3 separate regions of the Mus musculus genome follow, and all the other regions are linked to region 2. The links are chromatin contacts, called in public capture Hi-C and promoter capture Hi-C maps. All regions are on one chromosome and are shown on one strand. The core of a region is the stretch at or near the end of the contact, and the rest is flanking DNA. Distances in the headings are between cores, read along the strand shown.

Region 1 (3,639 bases), core at 33-2,532, 1.2 Mb before region 2:
CAGGTGAAAACAAACGTCTTCACTTGAGAAATCAAAAAATGTTCTCTGGGAGGCTGAGGCAGAAGGATCCTGAGTTCAAGTCCAGCCTGGATTACATAGGAGACTGTCTCAAAACTAGTAGAAAAGCATCAATAAGAACAACAACAGGAGGCTAGACAGATGGGTCAGTGGTCAAGACCACTGCTGCTTGAGTTTGGTTCTTAGCACCCACACTGGGTAGACCTGTAATTCTAGGTCCCAAGGATCTGACGCCGTCTCCTGGACTCCCCCTTCAGGTAAGGAAGGGTACTTGCCATACAAACTTTGAGTTTGATCCCAGGACCCATGTAAAGACGGAAGTACAGTACGAATATACACACACAAATTGTGTGTGCATGCAAACACAAATAAATTTGGGTTACAAATGGTCTTTGTATTGCACTTCAAATCTTTCTAACTTTTCATTGTTTCAAAATACTAATTAAAAGAATTGATGCCGGACGTGGTGGCGCACACCTTTAGTCCCAGCACTTGGGAGGCAGAGGCAGGCGGATTTCTTCTGAGTTCGAGGCCAGCCTGGTCTATAGAGTGAGTTCCAGGACAGCCAGGGCTACACAGAGAAACCCTGTCTCAAAAAAAGCCAAAAAACAAACAAACAAACAAAAAACCAAAAGAAAAAAATTGACGACTGTTTTCTCCAATTATAATCTCTAGTTTGGAAGACAAACCTAACCCAAATCAGAAAGCGTAAACATCTGCAGACAGAGCAAAGCCTCTAGACTACTTGCTTACCCTGGCACACACAAAACTCTGGTTTCTAACTCCAGCATCATGTAAACTGGGTATAATGCCCTAAATCTATAATGCTAGAACTCCAGGGTGGAGGCAGGAGAATCACAATTTCAAGGTTCTCCTCCATTATATATAGCATTTCAGAACAACAACACTGGGTATGTGAGACCTTACTGCCAACCGACCACAGAAAACCCAAACCACCACAACCATGAAACCTCAAAGGCACAAGAAGAGAGAAAAAAAAGCAAGAGACACCCTCAACATAAAAGCAAAAACAGGCCATTATAAACAAATATAGGACTTCTAGACTTTTCTTCTCTGGGTGTCACACTGATCATCTGGGATACTCTTTCTGAAGAAAAACAGTCACTTCATTTAGAAAATGAAGAATTGGGCCTATATTTCAAAATGCACACGAGTATGTTAGCACTTCCCTGCGGTAGTCTGAACCCAGCCAGTGCACTGTGGCTGCATCACAGACACACCCTGAGGTCCTCTGATAGCAGGAGAGAAACCACCTGTTTTCCAGCCAAAGGCTGAGTGTTTCTCACAGGGGCTAGCCACAGGCTCCTAATGCCTCAGCAGTAGGATCTGCCACAAAAGCAGAAAAAGCAGTCTGGGAGCTACAGCTGTGCCCAATAGGGTTGTCAGAGGACCTTTTAGAACTTTACAATGACATCTGGAGTGAGTCTTTCCTAGAGGGCGATGCAGAAGTTTTCTGCAACATGCCTGCCTCTCTCCATCAGGGGGGAGGGAATCTGGCAAAGAAAACAGCCCAAATGTTTTGTTCATGAAAAGAGCAAACAGAGCCCATGAGTCACTACAGAGACATTGATACAACCCAAGGTTAGCTCATGTGGGATGATTTCACAGAGCTCAGAATTAAAAGTGGCCTTGAAGATACATATGCAGCCCAGTTCTTCACAACTTCAATATTTCTTTAGTCTGTAACACAAGCTTTGTCTGGAACTTACTATGAGGCCCCAACTGGCCTCAAACACGATAGCAGTCTTCTTGCCTCAGGCTCCTAAACACTCAGCTGCAACTCCCCTTTTACCTGGCTCTCACATTATGGCTTAAGACATTGGGAAAGGTAAGCAGGGCCAATTTTAGTTCTCCCAAGTCTCATAGTTTTCTTTCACCATGCAACCCCAAGGGCTTAACTCAGGCCCTCAATCTTGGCAGCAAGTGCCTTAAGCCACTGAATCATCGCACCAGGTCGAGGTAGATTTTTTTAAAAAATATTTTATGTGTATGGGTATTTTGCCTACATGTATGTATTATGTGCAGCACATGAATGCCTGTGCCCACAGAGGTCATAAAGAGCATCAGATCCCCTGGAAATTAGAGTTACAGAGGGTTGTGGGTCACTATGTAAGGCACTGGGAAACAAACCTGGGTCCCCTGGAAGAGCAGCCAGTGCTCTTATCCATTGAGTCATCTCTCCAGTCTTTCTTTTTTTTGGTTTTTCAAGACAGGGTTTCTCTGTGTAGCCCTGGCTGTCCTGGAACTCATCTTGTAGACTAGGCTGGCCTCGAACTCAGAAATCAACCTGCCTCTGCCTCCCAAGTGCTGGGATTAAAGGCGTGTGCCACCATGCCCCGCTCTCTCCAGTCTTTCAAGGTAGACTTTTTTATATAGGGTTTCCTCAATGAAAACACACACACACACACACACACACTTTTACACTTTCTCTCCCTGGCTGGCTTTCGACTGTATCCTAAGCCTCCTGAATACTGGGATCAGGGTACACAACCATGCCCAGTTAGAAATTATAATTGGTACCATCTGTCAGGACAGAATATGTGTTTTATTCATCCCTGCATTGTTTGAAACAATATATAAAAAAGTCAATTCTTAGGGTTTTGTAAGCATATGCAGCAGAGGAGTAGATAGAACATTTCTTTTTTTTTGTTTGTTTGTTTTTGTTTTTCGAGACAGGGTTTCTTTGTGTAGCCTTAGCTGTTCTAGAACTCACTCTGTAGACCAGGCTGGCCTTGAACTCAGAAATCTGCCTGCCTCTGCCTGGCAGCACATTTCTTTGTATCCTTAATTATAAATAGCTATGTTAGCCATAGTCTAAAGGCTGGTTGTCATGACTCATGTCTCCAATCTCAGCAGCTAGCACATGGAAGGCAGAAGCAGGAAGATCCCTAAAAAATTAAGGCTGCTAGACTGGTCAATAAATAACATAGTGAGTCTCAGGCAAGCCAGGGCAACTTGCTAAGAGACTGTCTCTAGTGGTTATGTGCCTGTAAACCAAGCTCTTGGGAGGTGAAGGTAGGATGATCAGAACTTCATGGTCATCTTCAACTACATACAGCATTTGAGGCCAATCTAGCTCAACAAAATTTGCCAAGTGACAATAAAACTTAATTTACCACCAGTATACTGATAGTTATAGAGAGAAGAGTTTCACTATAGAGGAAAACACAAAGAAAAGGTTCTATATCACTGGCTTCCTGAGGCTAGAATAACTTTGCTAAGGAAGTATTCTCATAAAGACAACAGACCCGAGCTGCCATAGGGTCCCAAGGACTAGGAAATACGTGCCAAAACCCCTATGTGGTTAGCTAAACATTAAATAATGAACATAAGCTAATGTATGATCCCTCTGAAAACAGCCCAGAAATCACAGAAGAGGAATTGCACAGATAAATCCTACAGAGATGGGAATAGGAGAAGGCAGGACTGAGGAAGTTGAAAAGTCAACATGCAAACAAAAATGTATTCTATGGAGTTGTGCTACCCATGGGATGAGTGACCTGCAAGAAGCAGGTCTGCTTACTGGGCAGGAGTTTGGACAGGCCCTGGAACAGAGGCCACAAGTGCTCATGAGGAGTGGGGAGATGGCTCTATTCTCTC
Region 2 (3,409 bases), core at 319-2,818:
CGCTGATTCTTCACGTAGCCCCTTGGATTTTATTGACAGGTCTGATGCTTTGCTAACTTAGAAATGTGTGCAAGGAGAAAGAAGTGTGAAAAGCTACTAAAGAATCATTGATGAATTGGGAATTTACTGTGATAGGTTGTGTGAACTCTGCCTGATTAAACTTTCTCTGTGCAAAACAGACAGCAGAAAGAAAATGTACTCTGAATAAAGGTTACAATCACATGGAAAGAAACTGTGTGTTTCTCATCAGATTGACTCCTGATTTCAAAAGGAAGCAGGCCTTTTGCAACTCCTCAAATCTGAATTAGAGATTATCTTGCCAAATCTTGATGGAGAAAGCTCAGCTTCCTCCTCTCACCCACTTCTTCCCTGGGAGCATGACTCCCATCTGAGAGTGGTACCCTTACTCCTTGGCCTTTCAAGGCCTTCCAGCCTAATTTTAAAGGTTGTGAATTAAGGATGAAACTCCTAAGAATAAGAAAGGTTTTCTGCATCCAACATACCTGTGAACATCAGCTACTCAGGGCAATGTGCGGGGACTGCTCAGGGATCCATGGCAGTTTCTCTCACAAGAAAAAAAAATGGAGCTTACTTCTGTTCTGTTCCTAATCTAGCTAGGTCTTTAAACAGCAGCATGTAAAGATACCAGATTACCAACAAAGGAGACCAGGAAGTGGAAGGCAAAGTGGTTTTTCAATGGCTGAGAAGGCACAAGTTGTCCGGAACCAAGGTGTGCCCATTAGTGCCCAATGTTTCTCAAACATAAAAAGGGAGGGCACTGAAATTAATATCAAAAGGTTGCCAACCAGCCCCGGGGTCAGAAATACTTAACAAAGAATGTCGCACGCAAACTAGAACAGCCACCAACCATTCTATATTTTGGAGGTACCTCTCCTCTAGGTCTAGGGCGGGGCACAAAAAAAGTTAAGGCCAAAGTGAAAACGTTTCTGATTTCTGCAAACAGTGCTGTGACAGTGCTCCACAGCCTGGGGATGGCTGTGAGCCTGTCCCCAGCTCCAGGCTAAGTGGGGGTGGGGATGAAGAAGAAACACCAGAGGGAGAGTCTTAACTGTGCCTCAGTTTCTACGCAGTCTCAGAACTGGTAGCTTTTACCCATGTCTCCAGCTGTTTTTTTGTTTTATTTTGTTTTTTTTTAAACAGGCTGAACTTTTTTTTTAACTTAGATTCAACCAACTCAGGCAACATGCCCTCACAAGGGACTGCTCCTCCCATGCGCCCCCACCCCCACCCCCCAATTCTCTCAAGTGAAAAAAAATGTGAAGGATTCTGGGGACTCTGAATAGTAGAGAAAGGGGGCTAGGGCAGAGAGGACCAAGCCTAGTCAGGCCCGCTGGAACTGAGGCAAGACTGGCAGAACCAACAGCTGTCACTGCCGGATCTGTGGGGTGGAGGGTTCGGAGAAGAGTTGCGGTCCTCTCTGGATCTTTCCAACCTCCCTGAGGTTCCCACTCCGCTCGGCTGCCCATCCTTACCTGGACGTTTTTCTCCGTTTCTCCAACAGCACTTAACAAGTGCCACTGGCAAGTTAGCTTCCCAGGACCAGCTACTGGCTACTGTCCATCAAGGCCTCGCCCCTTGGCGCCCGTGCCACGCCTCCCAGAAGCCACGCCCCCAGCTCTTCAAGCACTGCTAGAGCCATTGGGACCGCCCTAATCCCGCCCCATTTAGACCTGGCGTGCCTCTGCTCTCTGGCCTAACAGACCACTTCTAACTTAAGCCACGCCCCTCAGCCCGAGCCACGCCTCTGAGTTCCTTCAGAACGGGATGGGGGGGGGGGGGAGGAGGAGAACCTCCTAACCCGGTCAACCCTGCTCCCTTCTCTGCTTGCCACAGGCAACGTTTCTGGGATAAAAGTAACAATTCTTGGATAAAATCTGACTGCTGGCCTAAAAGCCTGGTCTAAAAAGTGTCTTTCCTTAAGTTTCATCCATCTCAGAATATCATGATTTTGACAAGCTAGGGCCAGGTGACCCCCAGCGAAAGAAATGCTGGATACATTTTTTCCCATTACCATTCAGCTCAATTTACCCAAGTTTCTAAACATCCTTTGAACTTGAACTGTGGGTTCATGGTCCTTCCAGCCAGTTTGTAAATCCTTCTAAAACTGGACTGGGGCTGGAGAGATGGCTCAGTGGATAAGAACACTGACTATTCTTCCAGAGGACCTGGATTTAACTCCCAGCAACCACATGGCAGCTCATACCTGTCTAACTAGCTCCAATTCAAGGCCTTCTGACACCCTCATATAGACATACATGCAGACAAAACACCAATCAACATAAAAAAATAAAAATAAAATACAAAAAGGTAATTAAAAGAAAAGCAGGACTGTGACATTGTGTTCTAGCCCGCCGGCCTTATCTGACTTTAAATGCAAGGCAGAGGCAGAGGCAGAGGCAGAGGCAGAGGCAGAGGCAGAGGCAGAGGCAGAGGCAGAGGCAGAGGCAGAGGCAGAGGCAGAGGCAGAGGCAGAGGCAGAGGCAGAGGCAGAGGCAGAGGCAGAGGCAGAGGCAGAGGCAGAGGCAGAGGCAGAGGCAGAGGCAGAGGCATCAAACAGTCTCCAGTCTTTCCTGTAGTCTCTTACAGATGATTTTTCTTAGGTGACCAGCACCATCTTGCTATATTGAGACTGATTGTTTTGACACTAAACTAACTGAAACTCTGGTTGTGACTCAGTGCTCTGAGAGTATATATTCAGTTATCCTTCCTCCTTCAAGTCTCCCCACCCCAAAAAATGTGGAGAAGTTACAACCAGCTTGCTGCCCTTGTACTTAAGTCCCTGACTCATTCATTCAAATCACATTTACGGTGTAGATACTCCTCTGGCAAACAAGACAAACCTCAAGGTGCTGATGGTTGGATGTTGCCCCAACTCAGGTTGGGATGTGACAACCCCTCCCCCCCAAAAAAGTCAAAAGGGAAGATGTAGCAAGGAGTTGGTAGGTGAAGAGCATTTAATAGTCACAGTTCCTTCTCCTCCTCGATGCCATGAACATGCACTTCTTTCCTTAAAATATTTTTTTTCAGATTAAAAAATTTTTTGTGTGCTTGAGTGTTTTGTAAATATATATATATATATGTATATATATATATATATATGTAAATACACACACACACACACACACCCCATATGTATGCCTGGTACCCATGGAGGTCAGAAGACAGTGTTGGAGCCCCTAGAACTGGAAGTATGGATGGTTATGAGCTGCCATGTGGGTGCTGGAACCAAACCCTGGTTTTCTGCAAGACCAGAGAGTGACCTTAACCTCTGAGCCATCTCTCCAGCCACTGAAAATACATTTCTTTAAAAAAGCTTTCAGGTATCTCGAACAAGAGACAAACTAGTTTATCTTAAAACAAAACAAAACAAAACAAAAAACATCACATC
Region 3 (3,534 bases), core at 884-3,383, 1.1 Mb before region 2:
CTGTCCTGGAACCAACTCTGTAGACCTGATCTGCCAGCATCTGCCTCCCAAGTGCTGGGATTAAGGGCAAGAGCCACTATCACCTGGCCAGCTTTTTTGTTTTTTGTCTCATGTGGCCTTGAACTGCTGCTGATCTTCCTAAGACCCCAAAATACTGGGGTTACAGGCCTATGTCACCACCATACTTGACTTTTATCCCACGTTAATCTATCCCAACTACACTACAACCTCTGCTCCAGTGAACCCTTCTCACATTCCTTAAATATTCCAAATCTACTCTTTCCCAATTTTCTAAGCTGCAAATAGTCATCCTCTTTTTCTAGTGATTTCATGGTATCACACTAAGTTTTATTTTCCTTGTCCAGTCTTCGGGAGTCTTGGCTGAGATAATGTACTGTTAAAATTTGATACTGTGGCTATTTCCCCTATGCCTCTAACTTACAGTCAAACATTTTGAACAATAGGACCTTTCCTGCTGAAGTCTGTGCGTCTTTGTTCTTTGACACCCTTAATTGACTTGATAAGTCCTTAAAACTTTCAAAATTTCGTGGCTGTGTGGTGGTGAGCTCCAGTAATCGGGAGAGAGGAAGGAGGGCTGGGTTCAAGGCCAGCCTTGGCCATATGAATTTGAAGCCAGCTTTGGCTATCTCAAAAAGAACAAAAAGCCTCACAAAATTTAGTAGATATTTTTGTTGCAATTCTCTTATGTTTACTTCTGCTTAGGGCCCACCTCCCCCCAAATCACATTCTTTAACTATGTAAGCCTGCCAAAGTCTCTCGAGAATTAATACAGCAGGTATTTATATTCTTAAGAACTACTGTTTGTTCAACTGGATAATAAAATTGGAAAGTGAAATCAGGTAGATTTTTGGCTCAAAATCTACTTGTACTACTATCAGTAAAACGCTGGACTTGTTTCCCCAACCCCTTGGGGATTGTGAATAGATGAAATGAGGGATTTATTATTCACCAAAGATCTAGCACTGGAACTTGAGTATAGCAGACAATTGGCACCTTCTTTCCCACCTTAAGGGAAAAAGGTCCTGCTGAAAGGGGAAAAGAAAAAAAAATACTGATCGCGAAGCGACAGGGAAGCAGAGGTGAGAGGATCAAGGTCATCCTTGACTTTATGGCAAGTTCGAAACCATCTAGGGCTGATTGAGACCCTGCTTCAAAAAAATCAAAAGAAGGCATGAATGACTATGGCTCGAGTAACTTTTTTTTTGGACAGGGTTTCTCTGTATAGCCCTGGCTGTCCTGGAACTCACTCTGTAGACCAGGCTGGCCTCGAACTCAGAAATCTGCCTGCCTCTGTCTCCTGAGTACTGGGATTAAAGGCGTGAGCCACCACCACGGCTCGAGTAACTTAACGAAGTTACTTTAGACAATACCTTTCAGTCCTTTCTTGGGACAAAAGGCATTTTTCTAAACCAATTCTAGCTGGGAGTCAGAGTTGGAGATTCAAATGAACGTTTTCAAGTTGAACAAACCGAATTCCTTGTCAAAACCCTGAAGACAGCAGCACACTGATCGCTTTCCGGCTTCCCAAGTTTACAAACTTTGCAGGAAAGCGACAAGTCCTTAGGCACGTCGAGGAGATGAAGTGACTGCTTGGTGAACTTTGGCGTTGTCCAGCTCCTTAGCCAACTAGCCCATGTCAGAGAGGACCGTCCCCCTCCTCGTACATCAACATCCCCGCGTCCCCTCCCAGTCCACTCTCAGGTCCCAGAGAGAACTCACTGCCAAGGCCTTTGGCCTGGTGGAGGAACTGTGGGTCCTCCGTCGGCGGCTGCTGCTGCTGCTCCTCAGTGGGCTCCACGGGCCGCTCGGGGCTCTCCTCAGAAGGCGCGGCTCCCGCGGACAGCTTGTCCCCGTCCCGGCTGGGAGGCTCTTCTCCCTCCGCCGCCGCCCCCTCGGGCGGCTTCAAGCCCAGCCAACTGCTCAACCCTCCGAACATCCCGCCCGCGGGGTCACCGCCGCCTCTGCCGCGGTCCCCTCGCCCAAGAGCCCTGGCACCCTTAACCACTGGCTGATCCGACTCCGCTGGTCTTCGAGGGAGACTGACCGGAACCGGAGACCTCCCGAAGCTTGGCCCACCCTCTCTGACGGCGGCTCAGCTGGCCGCGCATGCGTCATGTCCGGCTAAGGCTCCGCCCCCTCTGCATCGACTCCCCGCCTCCCCGCCTCCCCGCCTCCCCGCCTCCCCGCCTCCCCGCCTCCCCGCCTCCCCGCCTCCCCGCCTCCCCGCCTCCCCGCCTCCCCGCCTCCCCGCCTCCCCGCCTCCCCGCCTCCCCGCCTCCCCGCCTCCCCGCCTCCCCGCCTCCCCGCCTCCCCGCCTCCCCGCCTCCCCGCCTCCCCGCCTCCCCGCCTCCCCGCCTCCCCCTGCTTTTGGAAAAGAGGCTAAGGGCCAAAAGGGTTTTCTCCGCTGAGCTCTTCTTGCTCTCTACCCACTTTTCTATTTTCCCCAGCTTTGTTTTTTGTTTGTTTGTTTGTTTTGTTTTGTTTTTGGCTTTTTCAAGACAGGGTTTCTCTGTGTAGCCCTGGCTGTCCTGGAACTCACTTTGTAGACCAGGCTGTCCTCGAACTCAGAAATCCGCCTGCCTCTGCCTCCCAAGTGCTGGGATTAAAGGCGTGCGCCACCACGCCCGGCTTATTTTCCCCAGCTTTATAGGTGTGTGGTTGGCATCTTTGGGGGCTCTCCTACCTGGTCTCACTTTGTGATTACCTCGAGATGACAGCCTCCTTTTTTAGGGCCAGCTGGACCGGGTTACACCCCCACCCTTGGAAAAGGAGGCCTCAAGCCTCCTCCTGAGTTTAACCCAAAGCTGGGAGTAATGCATAGTGATTTAGGCCAGCCTGGGCTACCTAAGTTCTTGTGTCAAGAGCAGAACATTAAAAAAAAAAAAAAACCTAAAGGAAAAAAGGAAGGAAATCAGCTGAGCGTGGTGGCACATGCCTTTAATCCCAGCCCTCGGGAGGCAGAGGCAGGAGGATTTCTGAGTTCGAGGCCAGCCTGGTCCACAAAGTGAGTTCCAGGACAGCCAGAAAAACCCTGTCTCAAAATACCAAAAAAAAAAAAAAAAAAAAAAGAAAGAAAGAAAGAAAGGAAATTAATTGTAAGGAAGAAGTTGGGGTGGGGTACTTATAGATTAAAAATTGGTTTACAGTGGGTAGGTAAAATGGATTAGCAGGTAAAGGTACTTGCCACCAAGTTTGGCAACCTGAGTTTGATTCCTGGTACCTATCTGATAAAACTGACCCTTGCAGGTTCTCTGTCCTCTGATCTCTACACAGGCTCTGTGACTACCTATACCATAAATAAAATTTAAAGTATTTCACACAATAGCTTAGAGAACTTACTGGGACTGAAGCTCAGTCAGTGGTAGACTGCTAAAACACATGCCCAACACAGCAAATCATGCGCACACATATGGAATAGACCTGGCTGAATGGGGTGATACATGCTTGTATTCTCAGCATTCAGGAAGCTGAGGCAGGAGGATCTTGAGTTCAACACAAGCCAGAGCTACATGA

Evidence for each region. Promoter capture Hi-C pulls out the DNA fragments that hold promoters and counts their contacts. Capture Hi-C pulls out chosen DNA fragments and counts their contacts.
Region 1: a contact with region 2 is called in a promoter capture Hi-C map of pre-B cells, with 7 times the contacts expected there. The contact joins the enhancer-like site here to the promoter of Car5b in region 2. A contact is called at or near these places in 6 of 39 promoter capture datasets (the 3T3-L1 cell line, cranial neural crest, embryonic stem cells and 3 more).
Region 3: a capture Hi-C map of embryonic stem cells shows a contact between it and region 2, with 5 times the contacts expected there. The contact joins the promoter of Syap1 here to the promoter of Car5b in region 2. A contact is called at or near these places in 9 of 39 promoter capture datasets (3T3-L1-derived adipocytes, the SN4741 cell line, cranial neural crest and 5 more) and 1 of 9 other capture datasets (embryonic stem cells).

The regions. Positions count from the first base shown.
Region 1 is chrX:162,867,224-162,870,862 of GRCm38.p6, forward strand. The region is part of intron 5 of Syap1 (synapse associated protein 1); the gene reads right to left. Among named protein-coding and RNA genes, the nearest start is that of Mir3473a, 6.0 kb to the right of the region's middle. Within about 2 kb of position 1,283, at least 38 of the 459 cell types and tissues checked have an H3K27ac peak or open chromatin away from gene starts, as enhancers often do.
Region 2 is chrX:164,026,442-164,029,850 of GRCm38.p6, forward strand. It overlaps Car5b (carbonic anhydrase 5b, mitochondrial), which reads right to left and starts at 1,569. Exons shown (of 8, transcript NM_181315.4): 1 at 1,494-1,569.
Region 3 is chrX:162,886,329-162,889,862 of GRCm38.p6, forward strand. Syap1 (synapse associated protein 1) reads right to left here and starts at 2,134. Exons shown (of 9, transcript NM_025932.2): 1 at 1,741-2,134. The coding sequence starts at 1,957.